Linked DNA regions of Mus musculus: region 1 is linked to region 2. The links are chromatin contacts, called in public HiChIP or PLAC-seq maps. All regions are on one chromosome and are shown on one strand. The core of a region is the stretch at or near the end of the contact, and the rest is flanking DNA. Distances in the headings are between cores, read along the strand shown.

Region 1 (6,285 bases), core at 223-2,722, 810 kb before region 2:
CTGGTTATTATTCATAGCAGCACCAAAATGAATGGGGGAGAAAGAAACAATGTTTTTTCGCCTAAAGACCATAGGTGATACAATTTACATAATATAAACAGTACTAGTTCTTAACACTCTAAGCATTGCACATCAATCGCCTTTTTCTAGAGCAGAATTGATCCTTTTAAAAATGTATCTGTTTAATTTGAGATGGGGGGTGCATGCATGATCTTGATAGTGGACAACTATCAAGATCAGTTCTTCCCCTCTGCTAAGACATCTCCCTAGGCCCAGTATTGATCCTTAAGCAGGCTGCCAAGCTGCTGCCTAGTCGCTTTGTGGTTTATTGTCCTTTATTGTCCCTTAGATACTCCCCGGACTACTTAATCCTCATTATTATTGTCTCTCTATAGAAAAATCTCCCAAGTGTTTGCAACACACCTATTTTCAAATATTCTTTTGTGTAGTCTCAACACTGTACAAGCTATGCATCCTATGAGATCTGCACCTAGAACTCAGTTTGTAACCTCCTGCCTTCACTAGCAAGAAGACAGGATGCCATTCAGACACAGGCAGGTACCAAGTACTTTGAATTATCTTCCAAACCATGATCCAAACCATGGCCTCTGAGGCCAGATGCATGAGGTGAAATCTCTATTCCTTCTCTTGTTAGCTATGTAAACTTGGACAACTTATCTGTGCCTCCATTTCCAGTGAGTGAAACAAAAAAATACTATCAGTAACAAACTATTTTAATAGTTAACAAATATATGTAGGGCCATGTTTGGAATAATATCTGATGCAAAATAAGTGCTAAAGAAAGCTTAGATACCACTATCATCATCTTCTTTCATAGTGGGGTTGAAAAGAGCATTCTGAAGCCATCAGAGATAATGTATTATGGGCCATTAGCACCCAAACACAGCCCAGCTCAGGGAAAATGCATTCAGAGTAACTGAGGATGGATCCTATATAACCAGTGATGATGCCTCGAAAACATAGATGCACAGACTTACAGCATTCGCTGATGAGTGTCTGTGACTTTAACGGCTCATGAGTTGCTGTGACTGCATCAGACAGAAACTAGTTAAATCAGAAATGGCACCAGATAGTTATGAAGCAGCAAGTCTTTAAATGACGACTCTTAGCAGCATATGAAGATTATAGGATATGGTAACAAGTTAGGATTTGGGGACAGCAAGATGAGTTCCCTAAACAGGCCCACAACGACAAAACGGAACCAACCTTAGCAGACATTTGGAAAGCTTCAAACTGCACTTCTAAAATTCAAATGACTAGTTTAAAACCAACAGTGGTAATGAATCTGCTGTAAAGAATCCAACTTGCCACAGCTACCTTCGTCCCATGCAGATCACTGGCAGGGAGACCAGAGCACAGATCTTACTGAATAGCTTCTTCTGGTCTGGTCTCCAGCTCGTGCCCTCAGCCTCACAGCCCTGTGTTTTAACCAAGTGACTCAGCCAGTGGCAGGAAGGCCCAGGCGCCTGTGGCCATGAGTAATGGCAGCATAAAACACATCTGTCTGATTGGAGCTGATGGTGTCAGTTCAGTTCTGTGAAAATGTTACAGTAAAACAATGCTCCCATGAGGACAGAAAGAAGCGCCTGTTCACCCAGGACCCGAGTGATGCCTTTCTTCCTCCTCTAGCTCAGACGTGTGTGGAATTGCTTACAAGGTCTTTCTGTGCGTTCATGGGGGCCCATTTTCTTGTGCTTCTCTATACATGCCTGGGATCTACTTCAGGCCCTTGTGTATGTTAAGCAAGCACGACACCTCTGAGATCCATACCCATTTGCACCACTAATTCTTGGAGATCTTATAGAAAGAAGATTCAGGAATATGAGGCCAAATTTAATGTTTATCGGCAGCTACCAAGAATGGATAAAGTGTGCTGCATGGGGCTGGGGAGATGCTCAGAGGTTACATGTTTGTCCTGCAAGTACGAGGACCAGAGTTAAGATGCTCAGAACCCACATAAATGCTGGGTGGGCACCAGCCTCAGAAGCAAGAGAAAGGGGACTCTCGTTAACAAGCTGGCTAGGGAGATTAGTCATGTCTGCAAGCCCTGGATCTGACTTAGAGAACATGCATCATTCAGTACAGTGAAAGAGTGACTGAGCATGTTTCCTGACATCAATGTCAGGCCTCCACATGCATGCACATTCACATACATGTGACACATTATGGGGTAGGAGATGCTTTCATTTTAGCCAGGTTCCCTCTCAATCACAGCACCATGTTTCAGCAGAGGGATTCATCCATTGTTTCATTTGTTCACCTACGGTTTAATTTAAAATCCTTCACTGAGCTTCTATGGAGTGCCAGTCTCAGGGTGCAGCATTGAGGAGCACAGCCTGAGCCCCCAGAGCCTCAGACTGTCCCACATTGGCCTTTTCTTCCCATCCCTGTCCTGACCATAGCTGTGTTCTGTCTCCTGTCTTCTGTAACCTCTTTCCACTCTGTCCAGTGCTGGGCTAGTCAAGTATGGTCATGTGCCTCCCACATTCTGCAAGAGTTCTACCACATGGCCAAGTGCCCAGGGGGCACTGCGGAAAAACACTGTACTTAGTAACTTAGCAGCAAATACTTAGTGAGCCACATGACTTTATTGTGATTTTTAAAAAGACTCTGCTTTTATTATATTTCTATATACCTACCAATCCAAAATTTATCCCCCAAGTGGGTCTCTCCTCCCAACATCCTAGGAGGTTCTAGACTAATAGCTAACAATTAAATGACTAAAAACAACTGCCCTCTAAACAACGTGTAAAGGACAGCCAAGTGAGGACTGTCACAAAGGTGTCACCAAAAGCTCAAAGCAACAGAGAGTAGGACCATTTTCCCACTACCAGAGTCATTTGGGACATGGGCAGAAAATAACCCAGACCCATTGGACTTGCAAACTTTATATGCCCCAGTACAGGGGAATACCAGGGCCAAAAAGGGGGAGTGGGTGGGCAGGGGAGTGGGGGTGGGTGGATATGGGGGACTTTTGGTATAGCATTGGAAATGTAAATGAGTTAAATACCTAATAAAAAATGGAAAAAAAAAATTTGGAGGCATTACGCTCTGTCTCTTTAATGAAACATGTCATCAATCAAACAAGAATTATGTGAAACACATCAAGAACAAAAGAAAAAAAAAAAAAAAAGAAAAGAAAATAACCCAGAATCAGATCTTTAAGATTGCAAGAAATCTCATCCAATCCAATTCCCCAACTGTTTAAGTAAAGAAGCCCGGGTTCAGAAAGGGGAAAGCCCAGTTTGTACAATTTGTCTTTTGTGAGTACAGAGATAATAGCCAAGCCACCGGCTTCCCACAGCAGGTCCCATTTGTCTGTCTCACCAGTCTACCAAAGAACACGATGAATGCCCAAGAAAGCCCCTTGAGGTCATGGGTCATGGCTCCCAGTCTTCAGCAATGTGCCCCTGCCCTTCAGACTGCTCTGACTGTTTCTGCCTAGCATGCCTCTGTCTGGCTTAGACAGCTCTCAGAATTTCCTGTATAAATACATAGCTCCCTTGAAGGGCAAGTCTGCCTTCACACTGTAGAACAAAGGGACTACTCACTTCTTCTGATCAGGACTTTAAGATTAAGAACTATTAGCCACCAAACAGTCTTGGATCCTTAATTTTAAAACAAGAAGGAAAGAAGGAAAAGAGGAAGGAAGGAAAGAAGGAAGGAAAAGAGGAAGGAAGGAAGGAAGGAAGGAAGGGAGGGAGGGAGGGAGGGAGGGAGGAGAGAGGGAGGGAGGGAGGGAGGAAGGGAGGAAAGGAAGGGAGGGAGGGAGGGAGGGAGGGGAGGGAAGGAAGGGAGGGAGGGAAGGAAGGATAGGAGAAAAGGATAGGAGGGGAGGGGAGGGGAAGAAAGGAGAAGAGAAGAGAAGAGAAGAGAAGAGAAGAGAAGAGAAGAGAGAAAAGAAGAGAAAATAGAATTTGGGCTCAACTTGCATAAAATATTTATATTATAACTAAGTCCTATTGAGTCAAAAGTTGGATCCTACCACATCTTTAAGTTTGGCAAAGCTTTTGAACTTTCTATATTTAAACATGTCAATACCATGCACACTTGTATACAACTCAAGTAATAGATAATAACTAACGTGTAACACTCGGTTCTCATGACTGACTGACGAGGGAAGCAGTAATATAGTCGAGATCTCCCCTGAAGATGGTACCAAGTGCTTGGTGATACCACTGGGGTATATTGGAACTTTTAGGAAGAAGGATAAAGGGACTACAAATACAGCTCTGTCAATACAAGTGGTCAGAGGGGCTTAGGAGAGGAGAGGACTGCTCTTCCACAGGACCCAGATTAGAGTCCCAGAACCTCTATGTCAGTACACAACCATCTGCAACTCCAATTCCAGGAGATGTGACGCCATCTTCTGAATTCCAAGGGCACCAGGTACCCATGTGGTACATGCAAAACACTCACATACATTAAATTAATTACAAGAGGGGAGAGAGAGGGAGAGAAGGGACAGAGAGAGAGAGAGAGAGAGAGAGAGAGAGAGAGAGAGAGAGAGAGAGAGAAAGAGAGAGAGAGCATTAAGTGTGCTCCTCTTCCAGCAGACTCTGGTTTGGCTCCCAGTACCCACATGGTGGCTCTCAACATTCTGTAATTTCAGTTCCAGTTGGTCCGACCCCTCTCCTGGCGCCTATGACCACTTCACGCATGCAGTGTACAGATATACAGGTTAGCAAAATACCCACCCATAAAATAACTTAAAAGTAAGAGGGGGCTGGAGAGATAGCTCAGTGGTTAAGAGCACTGACTGGTTTTCCAGCGGTCCTGAGTGCGATGCCCAGCAACCATATGGTCTGTACTGGGATCTGATGCCCTCTTCTGGTGTGTCTGAAGACAGCTACAGTATACTCATTAAATAAATTAAATAAATGTTAAATAAATTAATCTTTTAAAAAGTAGAGTAAGAAATCTTCTTTTAACCTTTATTTTAAAAAGGAAATAGACTATGGTAGTTGGAACTTAATACCTTGAAGGCATTCTCATGCAGAAGAAACTGAGGTTCCAAAGCCTTCTCCTCTGCCACACACTCCACTATCATGAGCTGCCTTGCCACAGGCCTAGAAGCAACAGAGGGCACTGAACGTGGGCTGAAACCACAAGCCAAACAAACCCTTGTCACTGGCTGATCGTCCTAGGTGTTTTGTCAGAGTGACAAAAATCTGACTATCATCATCATCTCCAATTTACAGATGGGAAAAGAAATTGGCTCAGGGTAGCTACTGCTGGCTTGGAGTTTAGGGGCCCAGGCTACCCCCACCCCCCACTGCTTCACTGTCCATCGGGCAGCAGACCACTGTGCACAAGGTGCTAATTCATTCATTCATTCCACAAATGTTTATTGAGTAAAGCCTGGAACGAACCTCTGGAGGGACAGAGCGATCATTCACAAGCCAACGGTCAGGTCTAACGGATCAGATTCAGACAATCAATCTTTCATTAGACCCCAAACCATTTCTAGCATAAAGCAAACAGAACTCCTGCCCCACCCAAGCAGTAACAGCTGAGTGGATCAGGCAGGCTTTCTGGAGCAGAGCTGCTGAGAGAGAGGCAATGTCAGTCACTGGTTTCCCCAGAATGATGGACATTCCTGACCATACATGCCGATAGAACCTCTGAGATGCTTTAACAGTGCCTGGCACTTAGTGGGAGCTCAATATGCTTGCTTGCTTGCTTGCTTGCTTGCTTGCTTGCTTGCTTGCTTGCTTGCTTGCCTGCCTGCCTGCTTGCTTGCTTGCTTGCTTGTTGCTTGCTTGCTTGCTTGCTTTTTACCTGCCCTGGCTTGTCTTTACCAAAGAGCACAAAATAGAAAGGTTTTAGAATTAGAAACTACGTGTGTTAGAATAGGAGGACCAATCTTTCTGAGCCTCGGCATCTCAATTATAAAAAGAAGTATAGTGTACCAACCTTGTGAGGCTTTGTGAGAATTTAGAAACACATTACATAGAGAACAGCGTCTGGTCCATAATAAATGTCTGTAAAAGAGAGATCAGCATCGCCCCTCCTCCCTCACTGAACCTCTCTTCTCCTTCCTGGACACTTTTAGTGGGTCCAAGAGTCTGATTTCAAATGTATGCCACTCCAAGAATGATGAAGGGCAGAGATGAAAGAAGTTGTTTGAGGGCCGGGTGCTAAAAAGCTCCAGTAACTGATTGAAGACCTCAGCCACTTTAAGCTAGCTTGCTTTGTCCTGGCTTCTCCATCTTGCAGACAGCAGGACCAGCATTCTAGCCAGAAAGGGTTGTCAGGAAGAGA
Region 2 (6,663 bases), core at 1,554-4,053:
GTGAGTCCTGGATTGTAGAGCGCAGATCCAAGCAACCATGCCTGTTCTTCTCAGCTCTTAGAGTCCCTGTACCTCCCGTGCTATGGTGGACTGAAACCTGGGGTTGTAAGCTGAATAAACCTTTCCCCCTCCCAGAAGCTGCTTTTTGTCAGTGCTTATTTTTGTAATCAGCAATAGAAATGGAACTAAGACACTGCCATGTGCCCTGCCAAGCTTGATGCAAGAGTGTAAGTTGGCTCCACAGACTACTTTCTCTCTCTGTGTATCAAGAGTGTAAGTGTTAAATGCTCTCTTGGTTTTGATTTGTCACTTCCCTTGTCCTTAGACTTCTAAAAAGACCTCAAATGTGCTTTTTCATAAAGAAGCATGACAGTTTTGAGAAACAATTGTCCCAATTCAATGAAACAGGATTGAAGTGTTTGGCGTTGTGGAGAATGAGGGAAGCGAATGGCTGGCTTGGGCTCCTCGGTATGGGAGGCACAGTGAGGCGGTGCCAGCACTAGCATGTCTCTATAGGAACACACATATATCCTCCCCGTTGTCTCCCTCCTGGACAATTCTCACTGCTTTCTCTACCAGTTTTCTCTACATCCCACTTGTGTACTACATTGCTGATGATCTCTGCTGCTGGAGTACAATTTCAAGAGGACAGTGCCCATGTTATGTCCTAATAAGTGTATTCCAAGGCAATCATTGAGTAAATTGTCTTATTAGGTTTAGATAATCTATAATGCTATGGTTGGGATTACTTGAAGCCAGAATAAGACTCTTGCAGCGTCTTGGACCCATCCTATCTCACTTCATTACCCTAGCCTACCCTTTCTTATCCTCTCCCTCCATACCCTACCCACCCAATCTTATTTATACATTATATCCTGTCCTGTCTTGTCTTAGCAGGTATTACACCATCACTGTCATTTATATCTGTCTTCCCTGCGAGTGTAGGAGCCTTGTAAGAGAAAGAGCAGAATTCTGTTCTATCGTCCACTGGTGTCCTGTGGCCCAGCATAGGAATCGCTCACTGAGAAAACAGATCTTTGTCATGACTTGAACAGTAGTCCAGTGTCTGCTTCCTCAGCACATCTCACATGTGATCCGGTGATTGGTTGCTCAGTGGTCTGCGCTGTCTGTCCCCTCTGCAGCTCCTTACCACTAGTCTCATTCCATTCGCTCCTTTTTAAGATGATGACAGCAACCTCTAGACTAGAGTATGAGCCTCCCAGCTTGTCTTGGCTGCCTCAGACATGTCTGAAGCAGAGACTTGATCCCATTTTGTTTCCCCTTGACTAGAACTCGGTCACTAGAACCCCAAATTTCATTTTCTAACCTTTGAATCATATATATATACATATATATATATACATACATATATATGCATATGTATATATATGTATATATATATATATATATACACACACATACACACACACACACACACATATATATATGATATATATGTATGATATCCAATATATTGATCAAGTTTCTTCTCCATTGCTCTCCAGGCTCATACGGTCTGACTTTCAGCTAAGCCCTACTGAACATACCTGTGTTTTTTATCTTTGGTCATTGGTCAAGCTCCCCTCCTCTTAGCTTGCCCTTTCCCATCTCTCCAGGCATAATTACTTACCCAGCAAACAATCTACAATGGGTACCAGTCCCACCCCCACACTCATCCCAGAATTGCAGAGAGAACGTTGCACATCTGTGTGTTCAAGATGCTTGCGTGTCACTATAGTAAAGACACTGTCCCTATTTCCCAGGGCTCAGGGATCACCCTCTCTACAGAACTATCTTGGCATCAATGACATGTAATTACCACTCTGTGAGTTAAACTAGCTGAGAATCTCCCATACACTTTAATAAATCTCCCAGTTAGTGTCCAGCCTCACCGCTGCATTTCCTTTCTTGGATTTATTAATACCAGTTCTATATCCAGTTCCCCGATGGGAAAAAATGCCATGTTTGGCAAAGCAGTGTGACCCAAGCGTGACTAATGTCCTCTGTGGATAAGCCATTCTGGGACACAGAACATTTTCCTTTTAAAATGGCATGCTTTACTACTCCCAGATAATTGCCAGGGCAGTCCAACGCAAAGATAGGAAACTCCACAAAATATCTCATCTTGCTTTCCCACTGTAGCAAAGATGTTTGTCGGCCAGCTACAGCAGAGTACCAGGAAGAATCATTCTGTACTGATCACCTCAATTGTGACTGTTCTTCTGTTCCATAAAGTCTCTAACGCCCCTGCTCTGTTCTTTTGGAGTTCTTAAATATAGAAAAATGCCATCAAGACTTACTGGGAGAAAGGGGAATTTAAATCGAAAAATCTAATTTTTCATGAGAGTTGTGGAAAAGGCTAAAACATTGTGATCACACTTGAATCTATAAACCTGGGCATTAACACGTGTAATTCCTTTCAGTTTATTGTTTACCAAACAGCCAGCGTTGGGTAATAAACACTCGCTAAGCGTGCTCAGATTTTCTTTACTCTCTGTCACTTTATATCTACCATTAATTAAATGTCCTTCCCATTTGCGAGCATTTCAAAGTTTCCCACTGCCCTGGAGAAGGAATTTAAAACCGTCAGGTGCACTACTCTAGCGCTGCAGTTTCTCCTGATAGCACAATTCTGTTTAGAGAGTTGTTGCTTAGTGTTTCTGACCAGTTAGGAGGAATTCCCAAGTCAAGAGTAACCTTGGGTAAAAATCAACATGTTGAAATATCACCTTGTTCTGCTTACTGCGTGATCTCAGCTTTCCTCGAATAGTATAGAAAGCAACTTTTCTCGGCCGCCGCTGCTTTTCCCCCATTCTTGGGTTGCCCCCTAGTGGTTTCCTTGACTTATAACTATGCTGCTCTCCTCCAATTCTCCGAACCCAAAAGGGACTTTCTGGTGGCTCTACTAAGTATTTGATTTAACTTTGTCTTTTCCACATCTTCTCCCATTTACAAAGGGGACATCCAAACACAGCCTCTCCCTTTTCCCTTGAAGGTAAGCAATGTGCAAAGTAGTCCAGGCACTTTGTGACGATCGATGCATTCTACTGACCGCGGTGAAATCCTTCCTAGAAGTTTCCATTGTGGCTTTGCTTCAGCGCTGTTTTCCACTTGCCTGGCGTTCACTTTCTCTGTCAACATTGGCGTGATGCCAGGTAATCTAGGGGTGCATGGATGACTTAAAGGCTGTGTTGCACTTTGAAAATGCCAATTATATATGCTGAATGCAGCTGGGCGCGAGTCCCATACTCTCATCCATAATAAACAAGTTAGCACTCTGGGGGCTCCCCCGCAGTTGGTCCCAGACTTCTTGGCTCCATCTGGATAGTTGGAACTGTGACTTGTTCACGCCCAACCATTTGAGCTTCATCCAAATGCCTTGGAAAGCCTTTGAGATCCTGTAGAAAATGAAGGAGAGGCCTGATCTGTGAGTGTCAATGCCTGACTCTCTGCTGGATGTTAGATCCCAGACATCTGTACCAGGAAGCTCAGTGCAGCAAACATTACTAATTTAAAGCCTTATTGGCTCATTAAAGAGTACCAAGAAGTTCTCAGAATTTAAAATGGTTTTATTAAAAGATTTTTCAAGAAAAATCTTACTTTTGTTAAAATCTAAATTGTAAGAGGACAGTCGATCACACAAGCTGATGCTATTTCCTCTCCAGCAACACAGGGTCTGCAGAATTGGATTAGAGACTTCTCCCAGCAAGGTTGGAGTACTGGGGATGGAGAGATGATTAGGGACACCTGCTGCTCTTGACAAGGACATTGGTCCAACTCCTAATACTCACATTGGCCAGTTCTCAATGGCTCACAATCACCGGTCACTCCAATTCCTTGGGATTCAACACCCTCTTCCTGTCCTCTGTGGGCATCTATATGGACATGGCGCATATACATACACGCTGGTAAGCACATACACTCAACATTTAAGAGTAGAGTGAGTATAAAGCAATCAGTGGGGTAACAGTACATGGTAGGAGGATACTTACTTCTTTGTATTTATAGAACGTGCTGTGTGCAAGGCACTCATTTAGGTAAAACTGAAATGGTGCATGCCCTTGTGAACGTCACATAACCACTTCCAATGAGATAACATATGAAAAATGACCTCATCTTTAGAGATGTGCACAGTCCAGTAAGATAAGGGATCTTGTGTTCTACATGACTGTGGAAAGGAGAGCCAGGATCAATGCACGGACCCTAAGGGACACCTGTTTGTCTTCAATGAAAGAAAGACTCAGTTACAATCAGCACTGGCCACAAACAGAGTGACCAGCGGCTATAGGGAACGAAGGGGCATGGCCTGCATGGTTCCTCTCGGTGGAAACAGTTTGTAAGATATTTGGAACTTAGTACAGAGAATTTCTGCAATGTTATCAAGGAGGGAATAGGTGGAATCCATGGTTCCTTCTGCTACTCAGTTTCAACACACTGGGGATGTGATGGAAACTGGGTCATTGCCATGGCTGGATGTCTTGTTAACAAGGGATCGCGAGAGCATAGCTATAAGATCTGTTCTCGATCACAACGACCAAGAGCCACAGATTGCTGACGTCTTCTGCCTCTAGCAATTAAGTGCCTGACTCTGGATCTGCCCAGGCTCAGGCAGGGGCCAGGGTAGGGGAGATCCTGTCAGGCTTCTAAAAACTAGGAGTCTGCATCTAAGCAACCAGTCACAAACATGAGGTGGTGTGGGTAATAGTATACATATGATTCATTTAGCTCTTATTTTTCTTACTTTAATATTTCCAATCATAAAAAATATGGAAAAAATAAACATCCTTAATTCTGTCTTATAGATGAGCAGACTGAGGAGCTGAGAAATTAACAGAAATTAATTAATAGTGCTATACAGCCTATTTAGTAGTAAAGATAGGACTTGAATGTGCTGTCAGTGTGCTTCCATTATTCCAGGCACCTCTGACCCACACACAGTGGGGAAAATGGAAACTGGACTGAGACAGGTGAGCTATGTGTGCCTCTCTTGCCCAGGACCTATGCCCTAATCTGTAAAGGTAAAGAGGAGCGATCATAGCAATTTCTATCCCATTTTAAAGCTTCCAGTCCCAGAAACTCTGTGTTCCAATGGCTGATTAGAAATACGAGGATAAATGAGACCATGGTTTGCCCAAGCAGAGTTCACGGAAGTGGAAAAGACATGTGTTCATAAACAGGCTGCAAAGCAAAATCCTACTGCTACTAACAACTACCTCGTGCTTCAAAACCCACTCCTTTCAAAGGAGCCAAGCAAATCCTCATTACTTCCCATCAAGCATTGAGAACAGGAGGCTTGGATAAGAGAGGTTAAAGATTTCAAAGGAAAGCCAGAACACCCAGGAGAAGAGGGGATTGAAGAGAATGTGCTATGTAGCCTAAGGATCTGAAATTGTGGTGAAATCCACTTGTCCTTTGGAATTCTTAGATGCACAAGACCTGGTGAGTAGTAGTAGAAAGGGCACCTGCTAGCTCTCTGAGCTCCTTTGAGGACTAGCTAGAATATTGTATCTATTTCTATGTCTCTTTATAAAAGAAAACTTTACTAAATCCTGGCCCAGAGTCTGTGTTATGTATGGGCAATGGACTGAGGTGGAAACTTGGGTACCAGCCCTGGAAGTGTAGGAATTTGATTGAATATGGTGTCTTGACTGTATCTGCAATACAAAAGATTGTTGCTAAGCCAGTGGGCCCAACTTTCTGAGCCTTTGAAGAGTAGAATGATGGGAAGCGGTCACTCCTCCTGTTGGCCCCAGTAGATGCAGCTGAGATTAAGGTTAGATGTCTATGTCAACAGAACAACATAGAAGACAGGTTGACATACCCAATGACTTCCTAAAACAGGTGCAAGAGCAAGCCTACCTTTCAGCTTTGTGGACTGTGACTCAGAGTCTTCTATAAAGCAACAACTCCATGGTATCATGGAACCTTGGCTCTCAGTGTTAGTTTTGAAAGACTGTAGGAATAATGTTCTGATTGATCGATCATTGGCATTTCTCGAGAGATGAGGCATTGTGCCTCTTTGCCCTTTAAAATGTTTCACTCATGTGAGTTGGTGTCACCATTAAGATGAGCAGTGTGGAAATTCTGAAGAAAGATAAAAATGGATTTATTGAGGGGAGAGGGCTTAATTGGTAAAATGCTGGCTCCAAAAGCATGGGATCCAGGTTTGATCCAAGAATCCACATAAATAAGCCGGGCATAGTAGTGTATACTTGTAACCCCATGTGTTGTAGAGATGGGGACAGGCAGAATCCTGGAATTCACTGGCCAGCCAACCTAGCCTAACCTGTGATTTCAAGGCCAATGAGAGACCTTGCCTCAAATAAACACAAAGTGAGCAGTTCCTGGGAAACACACATGTATGTGCATATGTACATGCATGCCCACTTGAGTGTGCAGGGATACCTACATGAAAAACATCCATGAATGTGTGTAGATACTTCAACATCTATGCATGTACACACACACACACACACACACACACACACACACAATTCATCTACCACTACAGAGACCTGTGTATTTAGTCTGGGCATAATTGGGAAGCATTGAAATCTTTAGGCAGTAAGGTCTAGAGGAAAGAGGTTGGAGGAGTTTGCCCTTCAGTGGAATATTGTGACCCTCTCAGCTTCTTCCTCTATCTTGCTGCTTCCTGACTGCTGT

The links. HiChIP or PLAC-seq counts read pairs in DNA pulled down with a chosen protein or histone mark.
Region 1: an HNF4G HiChIP or PLAC-seq map of pancreatic cancer cells shows a contact between it and region 2. The contact joins two enhancer-like sites.

The regions. Positions count from the first base shown.
Region 1 is chr7:90,303,403-90,309,687 of GRCm38.p6, reverse strand. The region is part of intron 1 of Sytl2 (synaptotagmin-like 2); the gene reads right to left. Among named protein-coding and RNA genes, the nearest start is that of Sytl2, 4.1 kb to the right of the region's middle. Within about 2 kb of position 1,472, at least 52 of the 459 cell types and tissues checked have an H3K27ac peak or open chromatin away from gene starts, as enhancers often do. A contact at or near this core is called in pancreatic cancer cells, where this site is marked.
Region 2 is chr7:89,496,296-89,502,958 of GRCm38.p6, reverse strand. No RefSeq gene overlaps it. Among named protein-coding and RNA genes, the nearest start is that of Prss23, 18 kb to the left of the region's middle. Within about 2 kb of position 2,803, at least 52 of the 459 cell types and tissues checked have an H3K27ac peak or open chromatin away from gene starts, as enhancers often do. A contact at or near this core is called in pancreatic cancer cells, where this site is marked.